Regions from separate parts of the Mus musculus genome. Here all the other regions are linked to region 2. A link is a contact called in public promoter capture Hi-C data. All regions are on one chromosome and are shown on one strand. The core of a region is the stretch at or near the end of the contact, and the rest is flanking DNA. Distances in the headings are between cores, read along the strand shown. Region 1 holds the start of Iqcb1 (IQ calmodulin-binding motif containing 1). Region 2 holds the start of Ndufb4 (NADH:ubiquinone oxidoreductase subunit B4). Region 3 holds the start of Adprh (ADP-ribosylarginine hydrolase). Region 4 holds the start of Hcls1 (hematopoietic cell specific Lyn substrate 1). Region 5 holds the start of Tmem39a (transmembrane protein 39a). Region 6 holds the start of Pla1a (phospholipase A1 member A). Region 7 holds the start of Timmdc1 (translocase of inner mitochondrial membrane domain containing 1).

Region 1 (3,332 bases), core at 402-2,901, 830 kb after region 2:
GTGAGTTTCAAGACAACCAGAACTATAGTGAGACCCTCTTCTTGAGTAAAATATAAATCATTAATAGACAAATCCACTGAAACTATTTTAAAGAAAGCCCAATAACATTCCTAGCATGTAGAAGATGTAAAACTTTCCAAGAGAATGCATGTTGTCTTACTCTTTCCGGTGTCTACATTATCCTGTTCTTTGTAAGAATTCATCAAAATATGCTTAAACATTCCCTTCACTGGTGGCCATTCTGATTGCAAATTACTTTATACAATATGGTAATAAAATCAATGTGAAAGTATACATCCACTCACTTGTGCCACTGAACAAATCCCTCTTGACATTAGATGGCCACAAAATCAACCACCTGGGTTTCTCTAAACCAGTGTTTTCATCTATGAACATAATAGCCATCCCTTGTCCCTAGACTTCAAAATTTATAAGGCATTCAGCAATGATTAAGTCTAAAAATATGAAAGTATTGCTGAACCCAAAATAATTATTTAGAGAGCATGTATTAACTCATTTAACCACCTCAACAATTCTAAGGAATGGCATTATTTTTTACATAGCTATTATTATTTCCCCAATTCTAATGATAAACACATTTGTTTGATTTGCTTGCACAAAAATCACATTGAGAGTATGAAGCTGACGTACAAGCCCAGAGATTCTGGCTTCAGAACCTTCGTGCATAAATACATTGAACAATCTCTCCTTGTATCTTTAAAGGGTAGAAGGCAAAAAATAATCCCTCATCCATCTGAAAAAAATAAATTGACAAACCTATTTAAGGTAGAAGTGCTGAAAGCATAGTCTGATGCCACAATTAACCTGAAGAATCACCTGAGGGGGCTCACTGTAGACTTTCTCTGAATAATCCTCCAATACAAAGCACGCTTTCTCCTACTTCATAACACTTCTGTGAGGTGGGGTGTGTGTGTGTGTGTGTGTGAAGGCAATTATCAATCAATTGACGCTCTTACCCTACTGCTAGACTGATCTCTGAGAAATCAAGAGTCCCAAGGCCGCGCTCTTCAGTGCTTCCAGGAATCACTACAGAAACAAATGCCAGAAACAAACGTACAGCAGTCAGTTACCCCTAACCCTAGGCTTCTCCGTCGCCTCCGGAAACGCCCCCTCCTCAGGTCCTAACCCCGGCGGGAAAAGCCTGTGTTTTTAAAGGGCTAATTAAAAAATAATAAATAAATAAATAAATAAATAAGAAAGAAAGAAAGAAGAAAAAATAAATAAATGAACGGCCCTTAAAGGTAACTGCGCGGCTTCCAGAGGTTTCCAGTCTGGTCACATCACCTGAGGGGGCGCGGCTGGGGTTCCAGACCCGCCTCAGAGCAGCTAGGCCTCAGGAGGCCCCAGGCCTGGGCCCGGCCGCCACCTCTCGTCAGGCGTCCGTTTCCACACCAAACCTGCGGGCCCGGCGCGGAGGAGGCCCACGCTCCCGTTACCAGGCCCCGCCAGGCAGTTCTGCCCTGGGTGTCTGGCGTCCTAGCTTCCCCGCCCCCCTAGGGCCTTTCCTCCATCCCAGCCGCCATCTCGGGTCTGTTACCTCATCTCTTTCCCCGCGTCCGTCCACCTCAGGGCCCGACCCGCACAGCGTACCTCAGCGAGGCGGTCTCCGCCGAGCTGTGTGCGTCGCGACGCGGGAAGGGGGCTAGGGGCGGGGATGGTGGCCAGGGGCGGGGCGGGGCCCTGGGGCGAGGGGCGGGGCAGGTGTCTCCAGACAGCCAATCAAGACTCGGGGCGCTCCAAGGGGCGGCCGCACGCGTCTGGAGGTGAAAGGAGCTGGTCCCGGGCACCGAACTCAAGCTCGCAGCCAGTGCAGCTGTTCCAGAGGCTGTGGCAGGGGACGGCGAAGGCCAAAAGCGGGAGGCAGGGGACGAGGATGAGTGGACCAGCGGGACTTGCATACCTGGACCGTCGCGAGCGGGTTCTCAAGCTAGGCGAAAGTTTCGAGAAGCAGCCGCGCTGTGCCTTCCACACCGTGCGCTGTGAGTGCAGACTGTACCCCGGGTTCCTTCTGGGATGGGAGGGTGGTATGGAGACAGACTCCTCCGGATTCTGTAATTCTGTCCCCGCCGCTCTTTGCTCCCCGGGAGACCAGATGGCACAGTGATCCACTACCCAGTTGCCAGCCTCTGTGCAGGCACCTGGCGTCCCACAGTGTAGGAGAACCCTGGAAGGGTTTAAGTGAGACTGACAGACCTGAGAGGAAGTTTTGTGGGACGATCTGCACGGGTGGCTGTGGAGACTAGCGTGACAAGTGGATGGTGCAGAGTTTGAAAAGGTGACAGACAGATGGAACAAAGGACCGAATGCAGGGCAAAAGTGATGTGGAGAGGCCACAAGGACATTTCTTCCCCATTCTGGCTGATGAGGGTTCCCATTTAGTTTGTTCTTGGGAAGAGATTGTCAGCTGTCTCAATCGTTTGTATCTCTTTCCATCTCAGATTTCATGGTCAACTAAGTAATTACTGATTATCAAAAATTGAAAGATTTTTTTATCTAGTTTCTTTACTTTAAAAATCTACCTCCTAATGATTTCTACCCTTTGGTGTTTTGTTCTCTGGGATCTATTTTAATAGGTTATCTCTAATATTGTTGAAAAAGAGGTTATAATGAGCCTTTTCGTTTTAGTAATTAAATGAGATGCCAGCACGAAAAATATAACTTAATTTTGTATGTAAAACTTCTTTTTTGCATAATAGGCCACAGAATTCTAGCGCATAAGGGAAAGGTCACTGAGTTGTGACCTCTGTGTGTGTGTGTGTGTGTGTGTGTGTGAAATTGTAGATTTTTTTTCACATCTCTTTTGCAGCCCAGCTCTTCTTTACTGTCTGCTTGTCCTACATTCTCCACCATTCTGTCCTTTTCCTTACAAGGTTTATATTCTGAAAAACACTCATTTAAAACTCAGTCTTCAAAGTTTAAGTTGTAGACAATTCATCTATAATAACTCAGAGTAAATGTAGGAAGAACCAATGGGTTTAACCTTCCATTGATTATATTTAAGCTTTATAAAAAGGCTGCATTAAGCAAAAATATCATGTTTTGGTGGAATAAATGGGAGAAGTTTACCAACAGAACTTCAGTAGTGCTCCTTGTTTATTTTGCTCTGGGTTACCATCCAGAGTTCCCCACAATGAATCAGTGAGTGTTGTGCAGCCATAGTCTCTCTCCCTCTCTCCCTCCCTCTCTCTCTCCCTCTCTCTCTCTCTCCCTCTCTCCTTCTCTCCCTCCCTCCCTCCCTCCCTCCCTCCCTCCCCTCCCTCCCCCTCTCTCTCTCTGTCTCTCTGTCTCTCCCCTTTCCAAAAGCAAGGTAC
Region 2 (3,477 bases), core at 272-2,771:
AGGGGGGATGGGAGCGGGAGGTGCAGAGATGCTGAGAGCTGCATGTTACCTTCATTTACTCTCCAAATCATCTTTCCTGTTCTTATTCTCTTGAAACAGAGGTTTGTGGTGTACCCCAGGCCGGCCTTGAGCTCAGAGCTCCTGCCTCAGCCTCCCAAGGGTTTGCGGGAATGCACTGTTATTCTGCTTGTTACTTTCCTATCTGAAAGGATGTCTTTTACTTTCAGCACCTGAGGAGTGCTGAGGATTTAAGAGAGGTGTTTTTGTTTTGTTTTGTTTGCATTTTCACTAAGGTATTTACTCAGGAGTTTCATTCTTTATTATTTTCTGATCTACTACAGCCAGGTAAAACTTGCTCTGTAACCCCACTCTCCTTTTAAACAGTATTTTATGTCTTCAAAAGATAAGCTTATACTTAGGTGGTGAAGAACCAGTCTGCCTCCATCTTAGGTTTAAAAGCCATCTGATAGTAAAGACAAACTAAGTTAAACAAATTAACTTGATGAATTAAAGCTGTTAATTAATCAAAGATTGGGCTATGCCCCACCTGTAACCTTAACTACAAATGGTTCTGTACTGCCTGTTCCAGGAATAGCACTCACATTTTTGTTTCAAAAAGTTAATGTTTATCTTGCAAAAGGTTTGTATGGGTACCTTGTATGACTACCTGCTGTTATGACTGCCTTTGTGTCTTTGTTTCAGGAGACTAACTTATTATGCCTATATTCTGCTCCTGTAACTCCTATTTTGCCACAAATCCCCCATTTAGAACTCCTCTACCTCTGAGCTATAAAAGCCTTCCTCACATCCAATGAACCTTGCCTTAGGAGGAGGCAGGGGGAGGCAGCTCGTGTACAGGAATAAAAACCTGACTTTAATTAATCTGGACGAGATGATCTGAGTCGGTGGTCTTTCTCCTCCCATCTTTGGGGTTAACAGTGGATTGGTCCTAAAGTGGTAACCTTTAGAAAGCTTATTCTCTTTTTTGTTTGGGGTGGGGCGTAGCTAGGGAAATGTTTGAAAAGCAATTTCATTGTTTTCAATGTCTCATTTAATTCCAACAACCTTGCTAGGAGTGCAGAGTCAAGGTCATTTCTCCAGGGTAAGAAAAAGGAAATTTGGGAGACACTAATGACCTTGACTAATGACAAGGTCACCCAGGTTGGAAGAACCCACCCTGGACTGTAGGACTTCAGGAGTCACAGACAACCCAGTTTCCCAGTCTCCTCTAGTCTACTCAACTTCAGGAAATCAGTTCTGCAAACAAGTAGTAGCACAGAGAGAAAAGGAGTTTACCACCAGACAAGAGGAGGCAAAACGAGAAGCAGTGCGCACGCGCAGAATACGCGGGACGAGGGCGTGAAGGAGGATTGGCAAAGGCTCCACCCAGCCTCGAACCCCACCCCTCTCCCGCCCCTTCCTGCCAGAGCGCCTTGTGCGCGCGCAGGCGCACTTCCTGAGCCTGAAGGTCAGACTCGAGAGGGCAGCCCTCATATCCGCGCAGGCGCAGATGTGCGCCGGGAGTCAAGATGTCGGGTTCCAAGTATAAGCCTGCGCCCCTGGCCACTCTCCCCAGTACCCTCGACCCTGCCGAGTATGACGTGTCTCCGGAGACCAGAAGGGCGCAGGTCGAGCGCTTGAGCATAAGGGCCCGGCTTAAACGGGAGTATCTGCTTCAGTACAACGACCCCAAACGCGTGTCGCACATCGTGAGTGGGGCCGGGCGGGACTGTGGGCCGGGGCAGCCGCATCTCGCGTGGGCACACGCGGGGCCGCCCAGCTCCCTCCGTGTGCTGGACACCGGCCCCGAGCCGCACAGCCCTTGGCCCTTCAACTTCGGCCTTCGGCTCAGTGGTCAAAGGGATCGGACGGCTTCCCCCTTGGTTTAGAGAAACTTGTTCCACTCTGCATAGTCTCGGCTTTCTTGTCTGAAACATGGCCATAATATGGTCCTTCATATCTTTTGAGGCAGATTAACACATGACTGACTAATCTAGCACAGTATCTTCCTCGAAAAGGGCGTGCTCAAGCCCGGTTCTCCCAAGTGTACTGCATAAAAAGCTGTTTTGTGCCATTCAGCTCCTAACTCTCAAGGACACTTCTTTCTTTCTCTTGAGAATAGGGGTTGTTCAAATGAAGTGTGTTATAGAAGCTGAGGCTTTGATGCATTCGGCTTTGGAAGCAGACCTCATGGCCCCATATAATAACCAACTATGATCCCTGGGCAATTTACGTAATCCCTCTCAAACCATAGCTTTTTTGTGTTCTCGTGGAAAATGGTGTGCATCCGTCAGATTTGTGAAATCAAACAAGAAAGTACGTAGCATTACTATGTATGTAACATACATCACTAAAAAAATATTTTGGCAAGTGTGCTTTTAGACAGTTTCTTCTGTAAAAGCTGTCTAAATATCTCAAATGGGATTTTTTTTTAAATAAAGATTTTCCAACAATTGCATACATATTCTCTATCATTTTTGAAAGTTAGAACAACCAAGGGAAAGTTACACAAAGTGGTCAGGTTCAATGCTAGTCTCCAGGTGGCTCAGAATGCCAGGTCCTCCAGCCACAGCCTCACATACTGGGGTTACTGCCACTTGAAACCCATGCCTGGTCTGAAAGACATTTAAAAAAATTAAATGTCGCAGTCATTCACAGAGGTTACTGTGTTAGTCTCTTGGCTTTCTAGATGAGACTGTATGGACAGTGACACCCAGAAACAGGTCACACACCCTAGTCTGTGTGACTTATATTACCTTCTGCACAGATAGAGTATCCTCAAGCAGACCTTTGTTTACATGGTGAAAGAGATACACCTGTTCTATACTATAAGCTAGATAGCATGGGATTGTTACTATTTTTTTTTTTTTTTCAGACAGGGTCTGAATATACAGCAGCCCTGGCTGTCCTGGAAATCAGTATGTAGAACAGGCTGGCCTTGAACTCACAGAGATCAACCTGCCTCCGCTTTGTGAGTGCTCACATTAAAGGCATGAACCACAACACGGGGCCTGTTTGTTTGTTTAACTTTTTAAAAGTAACTAGAGTAAGGCCTCAGTCAGATGTGAAGTTTGAACCCCCAGTCGTCTGTTTTTTGATCTCTGTAACCCAGGGAAGTTTCCATTTCGCATCTCTAATAGAAATAGAGACACCTGCCTCCTTAGCTGCCCCATTAATCGTTTACCAGCCAAAACTTGTGCACCCTTTGTCTAGTCTTTAGGGGTAACTAATTAGGTCAAAAATAACTGCTCAGGACCTATTATGAGACGAAGATGCTGAGTTGAGAGTACAAAGCCAGCTGGAAGTCCCTGGCCTTGTAGAGCTACCTGTGTTTGGAATGGGGATGACAAATACTAAGTGCGTTAGAAATCTGAATCATTTGGTGTTTGAGCCGGTGGTGAGTGGTACAGAAAATAAGGGTGGGGTCAACCCTGCGTGCACCAGGGAAGGAAGCACCTGTTTGGAACAGGGCTTTGG
Region 3 (3,656 bases), core at 297-2,796, 800 kb before region 2:
CTGTCAGTGTGCAGGGGTGCTAGTGCACGGTCCCTAAGCTTTATCAGTCAGAACACTCATAGTGTTACAGTGTCATCCGCACTCAACACATTTGGGTCTATGCAGTGTCAAAGCTGTCTTGGACTGTTCTGTTTTCTGATCCTCAGTGAATCTTTTCTCTTTTAAAACAGTTTTAACCGCGATCTGGTGAGAGAGCAGCTGGACCCCAGGGCCTCACCCTTTTTATTGTATCAAACTAGAAGTTGGCTTATTGTGGAAGTGTTAATGTTTGTGGACATTTGGAGTCACATTAGTAGTTGATAAAGCCAGTTTTTAAGAAAGGATATAAAATTCTATTTAAAAAATGACCCCATTGTTTTAAAATCATATGCATACCATAAAGACTGATATATGTATCAGGGGTAACATCTAGTTTCTATTTTTCTCTAAAATATCTTTAGATATAATATAGAAAAAATATTCTAAAAGATATAAACTAGGTGTGGTGTTGTAAGACTGAAATTCTAGCATTCTAAAGGTAGAGGCAGGAGGATCACGAGTTTGAGACCAGCCTAGTCTCAAAAAATAAATCAAAATTTAATTTTCCTTCATTCCTCTCTTTACTCGGAAAGCTTCTTGTTCCTCTTCTAATTATTTGCAATTTGATGCTTACCCTTCCAAGCAACACACACACATTTATTAAATATATTAACTTTCCTATGACTTATCAATTTATTTTTGCTTAATAAAAGTCCCTAAACTCCACGTGAACACCTCCTTTATTATTGTGATTAATAGATTTATTTACACAAGAATAGAGTCACCAACGCCAAAATTAATAGATGTTAAATGTTCAGTTCAAGTTTCCTTCCCAGATAAGTCTTTCCTTTTTTTCTGTTTTGAAGACATAGAAGAGGGGATGTGAGTTCTTGGGAGTAGGTCTGAAATTTTTGAGCAGACATGTTCTGATCTTAAGTCTAAGGAGTCAAAGCAGGATCTTTGATGTGCGTCAGGGTCACTGTATAGAAGCAGATACTCCATTTAAGCACAAGGCCCGATTTGTGCCTTTCCGGAGACGAGGCTGTACCGAGCTGGGTCGAGGGTACGGGGGAGTGTTCACTGGCACACGTTTATTCTCGGAACCTGACATCTGGGCTCAACGCCGCCATTGCCACCTTAGGGTTTTAACAAATCCAGAGTCATAATTTAGGGGAAAGAACCTTAAGAGTTCCCCTCTAAGCTCCCGTTTGAAACCCTTCTGTGGAGAGCACGCAGAACCACGGCTGAACGGACTAGGGTTAGAATCGGTGAGCCCAAGCCGCTCTGGGCGGTGGGTACCAGGCTCTGGGAGTCCAACGGTCCGCGGGGCAGAACCCTGGCAGGGCAGAACCCTGGCAGGGCGAGCACGAGGCTGGCCGGACACCACTCCACTCGGCCCACACGCAGCGCGGAGCGGTTCCCGAGCTGATGCGCAAGGCTTGGGCGCCCCCAGCACCGCCCCTTCCTCCTTCCGTCCAGTGCGGAGGACGCGGGAGGACGCAGCTCCGCCGGAAGCCGCTGTGCGCCAGCGACCCGCCCGGCCCGCGGCTCCGCCCCTGTTCGGCTTTTGGCTTGGGTGCCCACAGCAGGACTCCTGCGCCCGGTACCCCGCCTCCAGCTCGGGCAATCCTGCCCTCGGCTCTGGACCACCCCGATCCCGCCCCACGCTCTCAGCTCCGCCTCAGCAGGTACAGCCAGGAGTCCCCGAGCCACTCTCCTCTTACTGACCTTAGTACCCGCTCGGTCCCGCTCTCACCTCCAGACTGGTGCTAGGCCAGTGTCCTCAAAGTGGCCACCAAGACTTTCCTGAGTGCATCGCGGCCTCCCCTCCCCTCATCCCCTCTCCCTATTCCTCTTTCTACCCAGGCCAGGAAACCAATGGGAAATCCCGAAGTGTACTTCGGCTTTGATTGTATAGTTTGATGGCTTTGTCACCTGTGCCCGTTTAGAGTGGGTTAAGGAATAATGACTTCTGAAGGGTGGGTCTGGGCCAGGATGGATGCATGTGCCAAGGTGAAAAGGAATTTCAAAGAGAAAAGATACTGGCTACTTCCTCCGTAGGTTCCCACACTCTTCCATGGAGAGCTCAAAAAGGGAACCTGGAGCATTGGGAGGAGAAGGTGGGGGCGTTAGTCCTTAGTTCTCAGAGGTTAACAAAGCTAGGGCTTCGAAAACCTGGGCCAAAACAGGACCTCGGAGAACGAGGCCTTCCTCCCCCACAGATGGGAAACAGATGGGAAACTCCAGCGTGAGAGGATTGTTAGTGGTCACAGAGCTAACACAAGAGACTACAGAACTCTAGTTCCTAGCCGTTATTTATACATAAAACACACACACACAACACCACACACACACAACACACACACACACACACACACACACACACACACACATGTAATCAGGATCAAGCATGGAAAAGCCAGATCTTTACCCTTAACTGCTTCTCCAGGTCTCTGCTGGCCTGTGCCCTAGACCTGAGCAGTGTGACTAGATGGATGGTGGAGGTACCTGGGCTTGAACTAAACCTAAAATGGCGGTTAGAGGAAGAAAGACAGGTGGATGGGAAGAGCTTGGGCTGAGGGCAGGGGTGAGCTAGGTCTTTTTGCCCCTAAGAGTGTTTGCCCCTGTTCATGGGGAGGCTGGGTGCGTGGAGGGGGCAGACAGTGGAACACTGAATCACCACACGGAATGGGTGTCATGGAGCCCTGGCCTGAGTAGAGTAGAAAATGTGTACACCGGGAAGCCAGGGCTTTAGCAAGGATTTCATTTGTGGTGGGAATAGCATTTGCAGCCCGGCACTATAGAACTTTTACCATATAGAAGACAGACAAGGGGCTGGAGACATGGCTCAGCAGTTTGAGAGCACTGGCTGTTCTTCCAGAGGGGCTCAGGTTCAATTCCCAGCACCCACATGGCAGCTCACAGAGCCAGTTCCAGGGGGCCCAACACCCTCACACAGATACCAGTGAAGCCAAAAAACTAGAGTATGTAAATAAAACTGAATATAAACTAGAATATGTAAATAAAACTAAATCATTTAAAAATTTTTAAATATTGCTGGTAAAGGGAAAATTGCTTATAGAATTGGTTGTAGATGGATAATAAAAATAATCACAAAGTTGTGCTCACTATGTACTTTATGGAAATTCATTCATTCATTCATTCATCCCTCATTACACATCTGGGTTTTTCCATTATCACTTTACCTGAGCCCAAAGTTAAGGCCAGGGCCCAGACCATGTAATATGAAGCATTCTGGCGGCAGGGAACTAGGTCGGATTCCATGGTCTGTACCTATTGATTATGTAAACTTAGCTTCCATTTCCTCATCTGTAAACAGTTAGCTGTAGTGTCACTCTCCGCACAAAAGAGAGAGAGATCTTCCAAAGCGAATATCAGGTGATGGAGAAGATGGCAGGCCTGGCTTGACCTGTGGGTTTTAATGGGCTGGCCACTCCTCGAGAGACCACGACACAGCTGGAGACAAGCTTTGGAGTCGAGCTTTGGGCTGTGATAGAGTCCCAGCCCTCCCCGCTAGCTCTGTGGCCTGATTCAGTTCTCTTAATATTTACAGAGCTGCATTCTCTCCACGATGACTGACTTACTCTTGCTTAAGACCCTCGAGCAGCAAATCCCTC
Region 4 (3,756 bases), core at 766-3,265, 720 kb after region 2:
CCTCACTCAGATTTCTCCAGGGCTTCCTTTTTTAGCTGTCAGGACATAAATGAGTCCAGTGTCCCTCCTGTCTATAATCTGCCTAGCTACATTGAAAATGCTCCCTGTCTGTGGAAGACTGCCCCACATTTACTGTAGGACTGACTGGTCACTCACAGCACAGCTGTAGGTCACCAGTGGGACAGACTAGTTGAACTACTCACACTAGCTGAAAGAAGAAAATACCATGGCTTTATTTTTATTATGTAAATGTTCAACTATATCTAAAGACATAAGCATTTACATGTAAAATGTAGCACTCCCTCTTTTTGAAACACTATGTGAGAATTAACAACTAAGTAAACATTACAAAAGTCTTGGGAGAATGCTAGTTTGATTGGGTGTCAATCATTGTCCCACTGGACACTTGTGTTTTATTGAGCCTTGCCAGAAGGGTGTGAGGAAGAACTGTCCGGTCACACTGTGGGTTTTTGAGGAGAGGTAACAAGGGACAACACCCATCTGGTCTGGTAGCTTTTTGGGACTTCCTGGCTCAAAGACTCTGCCTATCCTTCTTTGTCGGGTGCCACCACCACCGAAGAGCTTCCTGGTACTCATTGCTCTCCCAAAGGAGACACCTTTACCCACTCATCCCCAAGGCTCTGCTTATCTAGGCCCCAAGTCTCCACTTTCTATCCCCATCTGGAAGCCTCCATCATTGCCCACATTTTATAATAACCTCTAGAAGATTAGCCCCGAAGACATCTGAGGAAGATAGGTTAAATAAAGATGTGGGAAGGAGTGGTGAGTTACCGTGGCCAGAGTCACTGTGAGCTATTAAGAACATCTGTGCCTCCCCCAGTTGGTATTAGCTACTAACAGGGGGTAAGACACATAAAGAGAACCTATGACCCACAGCTTAAGGCCTCACTTTGACATGTCCTGGCTCTCAGGCTACTCTACCACAGAAGGAAACTGGAAAGGAGAAGTCAAATACATTTATGAGCAATGAGGAAGCAGTGAGGTCCGATGGTCTCATCTTGCCTGATTCTCCAGGTCTCAGTTCATCTCTCCCATCAGCCCCTCATGCTCATGTTTAAGAGCAAAATAACTTACTATTCTTGTACTGTCGATTACTAATCAGGAAAGCTGCTAACTTAAAGTAGGAGGCTGGAGACAGGCAATGAATGCTGGGCATATCCAATACCTGATGACAGGACTGACTTATGGCATCCATAGGTGAGAGATCCATGGACACTGCAGTAATATGACAGCCCCTGTGAGACCCCTGTCTGTCACATGACACAGAGTCTATACTACTTAGTCAGAGACTAGACTAAGCCATCCATCAATATTAACTTCCTTGGGCAAGTCACTGATTGTTGTGATATTGTTTCCCAATGTTAAATAATTAAGGGGTTAACACAGTAGATCCAAAGCTCCCTCTGTAACACTCTGGGATCCCCACAGACATACAAAGTTACACCAGCTGAAGTCATGTTTGCATTTGACTCCTAAAAGCACTTGGCTCAGCACCAGTGTTCATTGGTGGTTAAATCCTGTCCCCTTACATTTCCCATGGGCATTTGTGTCCCTGTGAGGCCATACAAAGGCACACTTTGTCCTCATCTTCCGTGGGTCGCCTTCAGGTTAGCACACTGGGGCAGCCACCCTTTAGAATGGGCTGTGTAGATCATCAAGGGCATACTAGGGCCCAGGGTCCTAGATATGTGCTCAATCATGCTCCCCGAGTGCAGGCCATTTCCTTGTTCCCATCCTCAGATGTTCATTGTCAACCACTGCACACAGTCCTTAGGGCCATCAAGAGTTCAGCATCTATTAGTAAAGACCTCCCTTAACAAGGACTAAGTGCTATGTAGACTTCTTTTCCATACTTCCCTGTGCTCCCAACCCCTCACAAAACCCCCAGCTCAGAGCACCCACCTTTACTGGTTCCTGGTTACGGCTTTTCACATCTACACCAGGCGCCCCCTCCAGCGGCTGCCACTTCAGGGTAAGTAACAGAGCAGCTGCTCCAGTTCCGTTTTCAGGTTTTCTGTCATTTCCTGCCACACTGTCCTCACAGCTACTTCCTGAAGTTTGAGTCAGTTCCTTATACTTTGAGTACTTAGAAGGGTTAAGTGTTTCTGTGTCTAGTATTTTGCAAAGTTTTTCAGGTCACGGGAAAGTTATAAAAATGACCGTGGAGACACATCCCTTATCAGTTAAGACACAATAAGAATGCTGCAGGACTGCTCTGTGTCCTACGAAGGACAGTTGCATCTAAGTAAAAGAATTCAGAACAAGGCAGGTGTGGTAGTGAACTTCTGTGATCCCAGCACTTAGGGGTACCCTGGGCTACAACATTGTTGTAGAAGCCTGGTCTGAGGAAGGAAAAATGTGTGTGTGTGTAGTCTGCAGCAATCAAAAAAAAAAAAAAAAGGCTTAGTGGAAAAATGATCTGTATGTTAATTTTGAAGGGAAGTCTTAAAAACAATTTCTCCTCCTTGCTTTCTGCAGTACCTGAGACTCACACATAACTCACGAGGAAGGGAGAAGGCAGAACGTGGAGGGAGAAAACTCCCTAGCTTGATGGGAGGCTGTGTGGAGTCTGAGCTCACTTACAGAGTTCTGACTACTGGCCTTCTCTAAGCTGGTGAATTGAACTCTGACATACTCTACACTGTCAACATCTGCAGCCCTCCCCTTCTAGCTTCAAGTCAAGACATGCTCAGGTGACTTGTTGAGCCAATGAAATAGACCCTTTCTGATGTGAAGGCCACTGAGAACTTTGCTATGCTTTTACTGGCTGCCTTTCAAATAACCACCTCCCTGCTTCCACCCTCCATTCCTCACCCACCCCCGTCCCAAGCATGGCTCCTCTGGCAGCCTGGAGCACTGACAGGCAATAAAGATAATGAAAATAAAGTTCCAAGGATCTCTGGTTGAAAAATAATCCTACTAAGAACTTGCTTTTGCATCTGAGCCTGGCTCTCCTTATCCCAGTCATCTGTGGACTCTGACTTGCCTGGCTTACAGAGAATGAACCCACAAGGGTCCCAGGTTGGTGAAACTAGACAGAAGGGAACATTCTGTACCAACAGAAAGCATCTAAAGTCACTTCCCAGGGGATTGATTCTAGACTTGGAGCACTTTATTTGTTCTAATAAGGCTATTTATAGTTGAGGAATATGTAGAAAGGGGTAGCCTTAAATTAGGGCTAGACATTGTACCTCACCACACAGCAATGCACAGAACCATAGAACTTCAGCGATGACACCAAGGAAACCCACTTCCCCCTCACAAACACCCCATGTTCATCCCTGAGCAGAACAGTGCTGACATACAGTGAGCGTTGAAGCCAAAGAGAACAGGTTCCCATTAATCCTCTTCTACCCTGTGATACTGGGTCAGCTTTTCCCAAGTGGCAACTTTGTATAAGAGCATGATGTCTACCCAACCCGCATGAGCTATGAAAAGTCTCCTTCTGCACTGTGTTCAAGGAGAGCTTGTTGTTTTAGACACTCTTGCTATGTAGCACAGGCTAGCCTTAACTTACTATGTAGACAAGACTGGCCTTGGACTTATGGTCCTCCTGCCTCAGCCTCCTCAGTGCTGGAATTACAGGCAAGTGCCACCATACTTGGTGGTCCAATACTTTCAGAGTTTTCTCAGAACTATCCACAAGGCTTCACAAATTTACATCCTATGGTTCTGCTCCTTTAACCCAATCTCAGGATGGATTTTCTAATCTGAACCTCATCTCCTTTGGCTCCA
Region 5 (3,487 bases), core at 605-3,104, 910 kb before region 2:
CTAGAGGCATCAGGCATGCAAGTGGTACACAGACATACATGCAGGCAAAACATCGGTACACATAAAAAAATAAATAAAACTAAAAAAAAAAAATTTATGTTAAAAAAAAGAAAAGGAAAGGAAAAGGAAGGAAAAGAAAAGAGAAATGGACACTTCTACTTTGTGGTCCCTGCGTAACATCATTCTACCTGCAAAGAACTCTGAAAAGTGAAACACTAAGTTTTCAGTCTTCAAAGGCAGAATTCCTACTTCAGTGATAAGTTTGATAAGCAAACATTTGAATAGAATTATTTTGTATTAGTCTCACTGATAACAGGCTATTACAAATCATGCCAAGTGTTAAGCATAGAATTATATGTTCTTTACCTGTTCCTCAAGCCCGTCCCATTGCCACAGCCGCCGCCGACCAACGTCTGTATGGAAGGTAAAGCTGACCGGCTTAGCTGCTGCCGACTGGGACCCCGCCTTCTACTGGGCATGTCCAGGAACCAGGTAATTTCCAGTGCCACCTGAAGTTGCCACCCAGGCTGATGACTGTCAACTTATTTCAAATCTGAATAATATTAAAAAAGAAAGAAAGATTGTAACTTTTTCTAGAAGTCAGTATAACAAGCAAATGTTAAAACTCAGTGAGCAGATCTTATAAAATCCAGATTGAATTTTCAAATAAATGTTCCTGTCCCTATATACTGCTTGGATCTGGGGTAAGGTCAGAGGTTTAAATTCTGAGCTCAGCTGTATTCAGCATTAAGGCAACTCCCGGCTGGTGTCTTGTCTTGCTGACTTTTTCTTAAATAAAACAAGACTACAATCTACAAGGTGGCATTCTACAAGAAACACCACAACTTACTCGATTCTAATTTGCAATTTCACATTAAAATCACTTGAAATACAGGAAATATCTCTGTCCAAAATATGAGGTTGTTATCAAGGAATCTGACTAAGATTTGCCGCAGGTTTCTGACCTTGACCAAGTCATTTAACCAGAGTTTGTTTCTTCATTTCACTCAAATGGTTGCCCGTTTCAGAAAAGCTTCTGTAAAACCGCTAAGAAATTAAATGAACGTGCAAAATTAAAGGGCTAAAGAGATCTTCAGGGGGGAGGTGGGCGGACGACGACATTATGTTTTCCTCAATTTCGGCAAACATGGTTCTGCCAACATATACCACGTATTTCCTAAATACGACTAAAAATACTCTGAAAAAAAAAATTTTTTTTTTTGCTTAACATTACTACTGTAGAGGGATCCGAGGTTCCCTAGTCCACTGTAGGCTAACAAACGCCAGGTGGGACAAAGACTCCAAACTGTTAAAGGCAAAGAAAGCTGATCCCTGCTCAATTAAAGAGAAAGTACGGTGAGGGCAAAAGGCTGGGGCGCATCAGCGTAAGATTGTTCGAGGTGGAAGGCGAGAAACCACAAACTTGACTGGACTAAACCTCCAAGACGGAATCACCTAGTGGTCTCAGGCCGGCGGCCGAAAGAGCCGAAGCACGCCAGGGCCGGCGAGATGACAAAGCAGGTTAAGTAAAACTCACGCATGGGACAGGCTGGCCACGGAGAGGGATCCCTGGGAGGAGGCGGCGGCTTCACAGCCGCGACCCCGGGCACCCAAACTCACTCCCTCCTCTAAAGCGCTCCAAAAACAGCTGCCGGGACGCAGGCAGGATCCCACTGGACAGTCGAAGAAAGCTCTCGGGTCGCTAGGTTACCAGACCCAGACCGGGAGTCCGTGCCAGAGCCAGAGCTAAAGTCAGAAGCACAGTCCGACCCCATCACCAAGACTCATCATCCTCAGCCTCCATCGCCCGGGAGCTGAGGAGACGTGGCAGCGCACAGCGATGACGTCAGCTCTGCGTCGCGCTGGCCCCCGGAAACAGGCTTGCGGCCAGCAGAGCTGGCTCGCCCTCCTCCCGGCGCACCTGCGCAGTGGGACTCTCCGGCGCCCGGGCTTTCCGGCCCATACGTGCCCGGCGGAGTTTTTCTGTTTGTTGGTTAGTTTGGTTTTTGGTTGTTTTTTTCCCCAAATTTTCCCTGGCTCCAGTCAGCTAGTGTCTAGAGAAATGCTTGGAGAAGAGAAGGGAAATTCGGAGATGCCACCTAAGATCACGTCTTTCATATGCAAACGACTGTGACAAGCACGTCGGACGCCTGCCCCTTGCAGGGACTGAATATTAAATAATGAACTAGGTAGATAATAGAAATAAAGAATGAGTTCTAGAAAAGTTAAGTCTAATAAATAAGAGAACGCAGCAACAAGCTTCAGTAATGCTGTTAAGAACAATAAATTCACAGTTAGAAGTATATCTGAGCAGAGCAGTGGTGGCGCACGCCTTTAATCCCAGCACTTGGGAGGCAGAGGCAGGTGGATTTCTGAGTTCGAGGCCAGCATGGTCTACAGAGTGAGTTCCAGGACAGCCAGGGCTACACAGAGAAACCTTGTGTCAAAAAAAAAAAAAAAAACGAAACAAAACTACATCTGAGGTCCAGGGATGGCACTAGTGCCAATACTGTAAAGGGTCTGAAGCTCCAAAGATGAGTAAGCTGTTTTCCGAGGACAGTACGTGGTAAATAAAAAGATATGGAGTCTCAATTGTACAGCTTACTTTACCATGCTGAGTTCAATCCCTAGCCTTCACCCTACCCCCCCCCCCAAAAAAAAGATAGGCAGCCCAATGTTGCCCAGAACTGTCAGTAGTTTGATATCAAAATGAAGCAAGCCTGATAGGGCTGGAGAGTTGGCTCAGCAGTTAAAGAGCACTGAATGGTCCTGAGTTCAATTCCCAGAAATCACATGGTGGCTCACAACCATCTGTAATGGGACTTGATGCCCTCATCTGGTGTGTCTGAAGACAGCTACAGTGCACTCACATATATAAAATAAATAAATCTTTAAAGTAGAAAAAGGTAAAATAAAGAAGAATAAGCCTGGTGTGCCGGTGGAGGCCAGGGGGATGCAAATTATAACTACATTGAGATGCCATCTCACCTCAGTCAGATTTGCTATCATCAAGAAAAAAGATAAATAGATATAAATAAATCAAAATGTTGGCTAGGATGGAGAGGAGAAGGATCCTTACTCACAGTTGGTGTCAGTATAGAAAGGTGTAACCACTGTGGCCTTCATGATGGAGGTGTTTGAAAATGAAAACAAACAAAAATCACAATGACAGGACCTGGCTGTACCAGTCCTGACCATATGCACCCAAAGATAGTTGCACATCCATGTTTACTACCGTTTCATTCACAACAGCAAGGAAATTGAGTCAGTCTACATGTGCATCTTCAGATGGGTGGATCATTAAAAAACCCACGATGGTTTTTACTAAGCTTTAAAGAAAAATGATGATAGAACTGGAAAATATTATATCAAGTAAGGCAACAAGTTTGAAAAGAGAAATGCCACGTGTTCCCTCACATATGCATATTGTTTATGTGTGGGGGGTGGGGTGGGGGGGCATGTGAATGCCAGGCCAAGAGTGTGGAGG
Region 6 (3,716 bases), core at 694-3,193, 780 kb before region 2:
ATGGTAAGGTAGCCCGGTGGGACTCTGTCCTTAAATTAACATTTCTACCACTCATCAGCCTGGACTGGCTGTGTCCCAGACTGACCTTGAACTCAGGAATCTGCCTACCTCCGTATATGCCTGCCTTTGTATCATTCTGACAAGCTAGCACATAGTGTGTTTCCTTTAGTTTCGTGAAGCCTCTCATAATTCATATTGTGTCCTTGTATTTTGCACAGTTGAGAAATTATATATTTTGAACTCATGTTTTAAAAGTCCTTTCCACAGCCTTAAGGGCTGTCCTGAAGGTCCCAGCCTTTACCATTTTGCTAAGACATGGACACACCTTCACCTTTGGACTTGTCCTCTCAGATTATCATGGAATCATTAATGTTAACAGGGAGGACATTCCTTAAAGGAGGAATGTAAGGTATGTACATTATTATACAAACAAGCCTTAGGCCCATGGCAGCCATCAACATTCATAGAGGCTCAGATGTGCTGGCCTTGTCTCAGAGGCAGGGACCATGTTATTCTGTCCCCTCCAAGGCCATGCTGGGCTTGGCACTCACTCAGTCAACTAAACAGGACTTAAAAGAGCGAAACACCAAGCTTGGGGCCTGCATGCATCTGCACCAGGCCCTCTGCATATACATACGTCATGGCCGTCAGCTTGGTGCTTTTGTGGGACTCCTAACACTGGATCTGTGACTCATTTGCCTGTCCTTGAGACTCTTTCCCTTATTTTGGGTTGCTTTGTCTAGCCTCGATATGAGGGCTTTTTGCTTTGTCTTATTGTCATCTTGCTTTGCTCCATTTGGCTGTCATCTCTTAGAGGCCTTCTGAAGAGGAAAGAGATGGGGAGTAGATCTCAGGGAACGAGCATGTGGGGAAGAGCTGGGGGGAGTGGAGGGAGGAAAAAATGGTCAGGAATTATTGCATAAGAATCTACAATAAAAATAAATAAAAAAAAAACAACAAATGAAAATGGTGGCTTTCTATGGACTCTGGAACTGGAAGGAAGAGACAACAGTGGGTAGGAGATTCATTCTTCACCATAAATTTTCATACATTTCAAATTTTACTTCGTGTGTGTGTGTGTGTGTGTGTGTGTATGTGTGTGGCAGAGATCCATGTCTGCTGACTTCTACTATCTTTCAAGACAGAGTCTGTCACTGAACCAGGTACTCACAATTGCTAGGCTGCCCATGGATACACCCAGGGCAGTGGCTCTGTTCTGGTATAACCTGTCCAGCTCTAACCCCCTACCCGGTATCACCTTTGTACGCTCTGGATGTTCCCGGACAGGGCTGGAAAGCATGTGTGCCAACAGCACTCCTTCACAAAGCTACTCTTCCGAAAGATGATGCTTGCCTGCTTCCGGCTCTCCGCCTTGTAATGGTGTGCTCCTGTTGCAGGAACACTGACCCAGGAAGGGCCCTGCCCTGCTCTAGCCTGCAAAAATATCAGATTCTGTGGTCTCCACTACCCCTGGAGTGAGGTGGCAGCACGAGAGGACAGACTCCCTGGCTCCAAACCCAGGCTAGACCACATCCATCAATAGTGTTCCCACGTCACTCACATCTCCTGCTCTTGGTTCTTTACCTGTGAGCTCAGGCATCAAGATGTCTCTTCTCTTGGGTTGGACTTGACTTCCTAACCTCGAGAGGCTGTGGAAGGCAGCAGTACTTTGCAGAAGCAAATTGGATCTCCCTTTACTCTGTCCCATAAACGTACCCATACGTGTGTCATTGGCTGCACACCGGGTGAGGTTCCCTAGGGATCCAAAAGTGAAAGAGCTTTCCAGCCTCCAGCTGCTCAGTATCCCAGGGACAAATATGTCCACAGAAATTCCATTACGGTGAGAGTTTTGTAACCACTGGGAGATGAAAGGCTGCCTTGGGCCATCACTGAGATTTCATAATGGGAAAAAGTCACTTCCTGATCTTCTTTGGTGCAGAGAGGAAGAACGGTATGTTTCAATGTCCCCTGCTTAAAAAAAAAAAAGTGGGAAGGTTGGCTCATTTTCATTGAGAAGAGGAAACTGAAAACTCCAGAGGTTAAACAAATAGGAAGGTTTATTTATTTATTTATTTATTTTACAAGCCACAGAGCCAGTTAATGATTCCTAAGTCCCAAGTGGGTGTTACATGTTTGCTTGAAGGCTGGGCCATGTGACATCCCAGGCTTGGGGACTCTCCTTCATTCTGGCTCCAGGACTCCAGCTCCACGATGCGTCCTGGCCTCTGGGAGACATGCTTCTGGTTGTGGGGACCACTTTTATGGCTCAGCATTGGAAGTTCAGGTAAGCCAAGGGCTTGGGTGGAACCTTATTTCTTAAACTGTCCTCTTACACAGCACTGACTTTGGAAGGTCCCCTAAAAGTTCTTTATCTCTGGCGGCGATTTTAAAAGAAAGGGGAAAACCCTCTTATCATAACGGGAATTAGTGGTGAGACCAGTGCCTTCTTGGGACACCAAAACTGAACTTCCCCCATCTCCTGACTCATTTTTCTAAAATCCGAATTATAACCCTTTTCACCTTGTTCAAGCCAAAGTGACTGTAACAAAAATTACCTTTGACTAACTCTCAATATTAATTTTCATCCTACTAACGGCTACTGTTTTCTATGTAGTTACTTTTTAAATTTTTTTTTTCAAGACAGGGTTTCTCTGTATAGCCCTGGCTGTCCTGGAACTCACTCTGTAGACCAGGCTGGCCTCAAACTCAGAAATCCACCTGCCTCTGCCTCCCAAGTGCTGGGATTAAAGGCGTGCGCCACCACACCCGGCTGTAGTTACTTTTAAGTTTGCCAAACTAACTTTTGGGAAAGTTCAAGAACATTTTTGTCATACACACACACACACTCGCACACATGCACTCACATATGTATGCACACACACACCTCACAGGCCTGCACACAGGCAGAACAATCAGAAGGGTCTCGTGTCTCCACCTCCCAACCACAGACTGCTTTTCTGTCCTCCCCTAAGAGGGTTCCCATCTCTCAGCTTCTGAACGCCCACCGGGACTTGCTCAGACAGCGCTATTTCTAGCCTTTGCCTCTTGGGAGGGGTCTTTCCTCAAAGCAATTCACTGCCCTGCTCAGCATTTCCAAATGTGTTCCAAAGTCCGGATCACACAGATCTATTCTCTCCTTACACCCTAGGCAGCTTTTCCTCGGCTTCCTGTGGGGTTTTTGTCTCCCTTGGTTGTTTGTTCCTATAAGGGGTGGGTCTGGGGCTCCAGTCTCTTGCGTACATTTAGTCCATGTAGGACAGGCTTAGTGAATGGTACTGCACCCCTGCCCAGTGAGCAGCAATGAACTGGGGGAGTACACGCTGAGCCGGCAGACATGGATTAAGTATATCTATCTGTCTTTGTGTTTAGAACTTTGAGGAAGTGACTTTTCTTTATCTGTCCTTGGAGACTGTCCTTACCAAATTGGGATGCTGTCAAGGACTACAGGAAGTGCGTGCACAAACTGGACCTGTAACAGTCGCTTATATTCGGGTGATTGTATTTATTATTAGTGAATAGTTGATGGGAGAAAGGGGGAAAGAACTGTCACAAGCCACTTTAGGAAAAAGATAAGACATATCCCAGATGCTCCTAGGGGAACTTCGGGTGCTGTTGGGAGAGGTGGTTCAGCAGGCTCCTCTGTTGCTTCACAGCAGCTCTGCCCCTGATGGGGGGTGGGGGGAAGGTGTTCCCTGCCAGGCCCAAATTGAAATGTC
Region 7 (3,820 bases), core at 1,222-3,721, 870 kb before region 2:
TTGGCTCCTCATTTACTTACTATAGAAAAGACTACTATTGTTTTCAATATAACCGAATATAATATGTTTTGTAAGAGTTGTACTTGGTGAGCCTGGAAAAGAGAACCCATTGACCCAAGAGAAAAGTGACTGTGGGTGGAAAAAGTGGTTGGGTTTGATGAGCAGAACTCAGCTGGGCTGAGGGATAAGCGTTGGTTCTAGACAGAGATGATTGAAACCCTTCACTAATGGTTCCTGTTAGCAAGTCCATGTCCTGAGGATGAGAGAGCTGTGTATGTTAGAGGGTATTTTGACTACATTTTGACTGACAGTATTGCTTTGAGACCCTTCAAGATCAGAGAACAGAGCTGGGCGGTGGTGGCATATGCCTTTATTCCCAGTACTTGGGAGGCAGAGTCAGGTGGATTTCTGAGTTCAAGGCCAGCCTAGTCTACAGAGTAAGTTCCAGGACAGCCAAGACTACACAGAGAAACCCTGTCTCGAAAAACAAAAAACAAAACAAAACAAAAATCAGAGAACAGAAGAGGCGGAGTGTTTCTCTGCTGGTAAAGGAAGGTAAGGTCTGGTAGCTTCGAGAATGTGGGAGGCTGAGTAAGAGAGAGAGTTAAGGTAGAGCGGTGAGATGGACCATCACCAAGGGCCTAGGGAAATTCTCGGTACTAGGTACCAAAGGCAGCTTTTGAGTCTTTGGGGCTAGGATGTAGGTGAGTGGTAGGACACTCGCCTGGCATAGGAGCATTTTCCAGGACCACCTAAATGGAAAAGGGAGCTGAAGAGTTTGTGAAATCTATCTGGTACTAAGGAAGACCTTGTTTGTCTCTACAGGATGTTGGATCCTGGGGACATCTGAGCTATATGTAATGGTTTTTAACATTTTATTTTATGTATTTGAGCACCCTGTCTTCATGCACATCAGAAGGGAAGATCAGATTCCATTACAGATGGTTGTGAGCCACCATATAGTTGCTGGGAATTGAACTCAAGATCTCTCAGAAGAGCAGCCAGTGCTCTTAACCACTGAGCCATCTCTCCAATCCCCATAGGTAAATGATTTTGTTAGTGTTTGCCCAATCTTTGCCCTGTCCTCATTCATGTCGACCCTGATTCTAGAAAGTTCAAGTGCAAAGGATCATTTCCGGGACCTCAAATGTGTCAAAGAAATGCACTCAGCTCTTCTCACAGCTAAGCTAGACAGTCAACACATTCATTTTGTTGGGCTTTCAGGCCCTGGGACCCTAATCCCAGTGACCACCTCTGAAAAATAGACCAAGCAGGCATCAAGCTAGAGCTAGGAATTGGGGTCTGAATAATTCACTCAACATTTAATTACTTCAGGCAAGTGGATCACTGAGATGGAGGCCTGCCTGGTCTTCAGAGCTAATTATGTGACAGCCAGGGCTACACAAGAGAAACCCTATCTTGGACCCTCCTTCCCTCCAAAGAAGATAATTACTTAACATCTACTTCATGGTATAGACTGATTGGTGATTCCTAAGTCCAAATCCAGAGATGAAAGCACAGCTTCAGTCCTCTTGATAGAGATCAGCAAATAGGCAATTATACCACTGCAGTAAATGCTAATGGGGGCTTCATTCACGGCACTTTCCTGAACCTCATCTGTAGAGATGTCCCACAGTCAACTCCCAAATCCTATTACTATATCCTCATGAAAGTTTGTAATCAATCACTTATTTAGGTACTCCGTGGAAGTGACTGTAGAGCACCACCAAGCTGTATATTCATTGTGGTACTTTAACTAGAAAAGAAAAATAGTAGGTGAAAGGGTTTGCAAAGACTATGAGATTTGTGGTAACGACCAATAACTAAATTACACAAAATGATTGGGAATATTTTTACCTTGGTAAACAAGTTTTTTGGTTTTGTCTTGTGTTGAAAGAAACAGGAAATAATAGTTTCAGTTATTAAATGATAATTCTAGATCTTTTGCCTTCTCGGAGCAGTAAGCATACGGATACTTGTAGTGGAGCCCACGTTATGGGGAAAAAAATGCCCACAGCTGATATTTCAAAAATAGTTTTTAAATCTTGGACCTTTTCGGGTGCGCCCTAAGGTTAGACTCTGCTCCGCCCAGGAAGCTCCTCCGGCCCGCCAGGGCGTGGCCTAGAAGCGCATCGCCTACCTCTTTCCCCACTGCGCTTGCAGTGATTAAAGTACTGTCCCCTTCTGCGTGGCCTTCTGCATCTTACATGAGCCATCTCACTTAAGCCCCTGAGCACTTCAAGCTGAGCAGGTCCAGAAGACCAGAGTTACGGGGCGCAAACGCCAAAGGACATCACTGAGATGAAACGAAACGGCCGCCAACTCACTTCCGGGGCTCGACTGATCCCTAACCCTGCGCTACCGAAAGAGCTCTCAGTTCCAGTTTCTACGTCCCGAGCCCCGCCCTCACCCCGCCTTTGCGCGACTAGGGGCGGGGCTTCCGGTCTCCTTTCCGAGAGCTTCCGGAAGTGAGCCGGCTGGGGACCGGATGTGAGGTTCAGTGTCCCCCAACGTGCCGCTAGTGGGCTGTACAGGTCACCCTCTCCCACGGTGCCCGCCGACCCTGGGGTGTCTGTCTCTCTGCGGGTAGGAGGGCGCCATGGGCGCGCCGCCGCCCGCTCCCCGCAGCCGCCTTTGCGGAGCCTGGGGTCCTTTCCCCCGAGTCTTTGCTGCCGGTGCGGTGGCTGCGGATTCCCCAGGCTTTGTGGAGGATCGGGAGCAGCGTTCAGGTGTCTCAGACCCCGGTTCCCTGGAATCCGGATGGGACCGCCTCCGGCAGCTGTTTGCCAAAGAGTAAAAATGTCTCGGGTGTGTGGGGAGGGATGCTCGGGGGACGGCCGCAGCCCGGGCGAGCTCCAGCGCGCGGTCCCTGCGACGCTGAAAGTTCTCTCTGCCCGGATAGTGTCCGACCTGGTTGACATGCAGCCTTCTGAGTCGGATTCACTCAGAGTCACACTCTTAAGACAGTATCGTTCTCGTGAAACCAGTACCCTAACTTTACATATTAGAAAAATTGGATTCATTCGATTATTGTCATGTAGTATCACTGGGAACTATATTGTGAAGTCTACACTAATATTGTTTTTTCGTATTTCGTTTGATTTTTCTTTGTCAGTAATGGCTTTATATACTCCAGAAGCTGGAAGGACAGAGAGAATTGTTAATTTATCATTATTATTTTGCACAAGAAAAAAAAAAAAAACAGTGACAACTGTTCTCCTCCTCCTCCTCTCCGCACCTTCCAGCAGCTCTGCCCCCTTGTTCCCACCTCCATTGTTAAGAACTACTTGTATGTGGGGGTCGGTATTTGGGTATGGGCAGTAGAGTGCACATGCCCTCAGCCAGAGGTGTCAGATTCTCCTGGATCTGGAGTTACCTGGAGTCACAGTTACAGGGGTTCTAAGAACTGAACCCGGATCCTTTGTAAAACTAGTACACGATCTTAGCTGCCAAGCCATCCCTCTAGTCCCCCAACTCTCCTTTTTGAGACAAGAGTTTTGCTGTGCTTGTAGACCAAGCTGGCCTGAAACTCAAAGCTACAATCCATTCTCAACCTCCCAGATTTTGGGATTACAGCCGGGTCTTCTGGGATTCTGGGCCGAGCCTCTCTTTTTTTTTTTTTTTTTTTTCCCTGATGGGGGTTGGTCATCTGCCACAGATGTTACACGCCCAGCTCCATCTCCCTTTGCAGAAGATACTAAAATAAACTATGTGAGGAGTAAATGATTAATCCTGCATTACTTTCACCTGATATTTATTTAACGTTATTCATTTATTAATCAATGGTGAAAGTATCTCTTTTCATGAAGTAGTTTACCAT

What was found. Promoter capture Hi-C pulls out the DNA fragments that hold promoters and counts their contacts. Capture Hi-C pulls out chosen DNA fragments and counts their contacts.
Region 1: a contact with region 2 is called in a promoter capture Hi-C map of pre-B cells, with 3 times the contacts expected there. The contact joins the promoter of Iqcb1 here to the promoter of Ndufb4 in region 2. A contact is called at or near these places in 6 of 39 promoter capture datasets (the 3T3-L1 cell line, 3T3-L1-derived adipocytes, hippocampal neurons and 3 more), 1 of 484 Hi-C or Micro-C datasets (CD4 T cells) and 1 of 9 other capture datasets (liver).
Region 3: a promoter capture Hi-C map of liver shows a contact between it and region 2, with 4 times the contacts expected there. The contact joins the promoter of Adprh here to the promoter of Ndufb4 in region 2. A contact is called at or near these places in 8 of 39 promoter capture datasets (the 3T3-L1 cell line, 3T3-L1-derived adipocytes, cranial neural crest and 4 more), 1 of 484 Hi-C or Micro-C datasets (embryonic stem cells), 3 of 115 datasets of contacts at active chromatin or transcription factors (bone marrow-derived macrophages, embryonic stem cells and memory CD8 T cells) and 1 of 9 other capture datasets (adipose tissue).
Region 4: a contact with region 2 is called in a promoter capture Hi-C map of pre-B cells, with 2.9 times the contacts expected there. The contact joins the promoter of Hcls1 here to the promoter of Ndufb4 in region 2. A contact is called at or near these places in 4 of 39 promoter capture datasets (hippocampal neurons, liver and pre-B cells), 1 of 484 Hi-C or Micro-C datasets (CD4 T cells) and 3 of 115 datasets of contacts at active chromatin or transcription factors (bone marrow-derived dendritic cells, heart atrium and memory CD8 T cells).
Region 5: a promoter capture Hi-C map of liver shows a contact between it and region 2, with 3 times the contacts expected there. The contact joins the promoter of Tmem39a here to the promoter of Ndufb4 in region 2. A contact is called at or near these places in 9 of 39 promoter capture datasets (the 3T3-L1 cell line, 3T3-L1-derived adipocytes, the C10 cell line and 5 more), 2 of 484 Hi-C or Micro-C datasets (CD8 T cells and regulatory T cells) and 2 of 9 other capture datasets (adipose tissue and liver).
Region 6: a contact with region 2 is called in a promoter capture Hi-C map of liver, with 3 times the contacts expected there. The contact joins the promoter of Pla1a here to the promoter of Ndufb4 in region 2. A contact is called at or near these places in 4 of 39 promoter capture datasets (the C10 cell line, cranial neural crest, embryonic stem cells and 1 more) and 1 of 484 Hi-C or Micro-C datasets (embryonic stem cells).
Region 7: a promoter capture Hi-C map of liver shows a contact between it and region 2, with 4 times the contacts expected there. The contact joins the promoter of Timmdc1 here to the promoter of Ndufb4 in region 2. A contact is called at or near these places in 10 of 39 promoter capture datasets (the 3T3-L1 cell line, 3T3-L1-derived adipocytes, cranial neural crest and 7 more), 6 of 484 Hi-C or Micro-C datasets (CD4 T cells, LSK cells, erythroblasts and 3 more), 4 of 115 datasets of contacts at active chromatin or transcription factors (astrocytes, large pre-B cells, memory CD8 T cells and 1 more) and 2 of 9 other capture datasets (adipose tissue and liver).

What each region holds. Positions count from the first base shown.
Region 1 is chr16:36,826,719-36,830,050 of GRCm38.p6, reverse strand. Iqcb1 (IQ calmodulin-binding motif containing 1) reads right to left here and starts at 1,651. Exons shown (of 15, transcript NM_177128.4): 1 at 1,559-1,651; 2 at 978-1,047. It overlaps Eaf2 (ELL associated factor 2), which reads left to right and starts at 1,792. Exons shown (of 6, transcript NM_001113401.1): 1 at 1,792-2,000. The coding sequence starts at 1,895.
Region 2 is chr16:37,652,412-37,655,888 of GRCm38.p6, reverse strand. It overlaps Ndufb4 (NADH:ubiquinone oxidoreductase subunit B4), which reads left to right and starts at 1,521. Exons shown (of 3, transcript NM_026610.1): 1 at 1,521-1,709. The coding sequence starts at 1,530.
Region 3 is chr16:38,450,579-38,454,234 of GRCm38.p6, reverse strand. Adprh (ADP-ribosylarginine hydrolase) reads left to right here and starts at 1,546. Exons shown (of 4, transcript NM_007414.3): 1 at 1,546-1,706.
Region 4 is chr16:36,933,242-36,936,997 of GRCm38.p6, reverse strand. It overlaps Hcls1 (hematopoietic cell specific Lyn substrate 1), which reads right to left and starts at 2,015. Exons shown (of 14, transcript NM_008225.2): 1 at 1,924-2,015.
Region 5 is chr16:38,561,181-38,564,667 of GRCm38.p6, reverse strand. It overlaps Tmem39a (transmembrane protein 39a), which reads right to left and starts at 1,854. Exons shown (of 9, transcript NM_026407.3): 1 at 1,538-1,854; 2 at 367-553. The coding sequence starts at 479.
Region 6 is chr16:38,431,372-38,435,087 of GRCm38.p6, reverse strand. Pla1a (phospholipase A1 member A) reads left to right here and starts at 1,943. Exons shown (of 11, transcript NM_134102.4): 1 at 1,943-2,284. The coding sequence starts at 2,212. It overlaps Gm36333 (a long non-coding RNA gene), which reads right to left and starts at 1,872. Exons shown (of 2, transcript XR_384843.4): 1 at 1,585-1,872.
Region 7 is chr16:38,521,314-38,525,133 of GRCm38.p6, reverse strand. It overlaps Timmdc1 (translocase of inner mitochondrial membrane domain containing 1), which reads left to right and starts at 2,471. Exons shown (of 7, transcript NM_024273.2): 1 at 2,471-2,793. The coding sequence starts at 2,600. Poglut1 (protein O-glucosyltransferase 1) reads left to right here. Exons shown (of 11, transcript NM_172380.4): 11 at 1-76.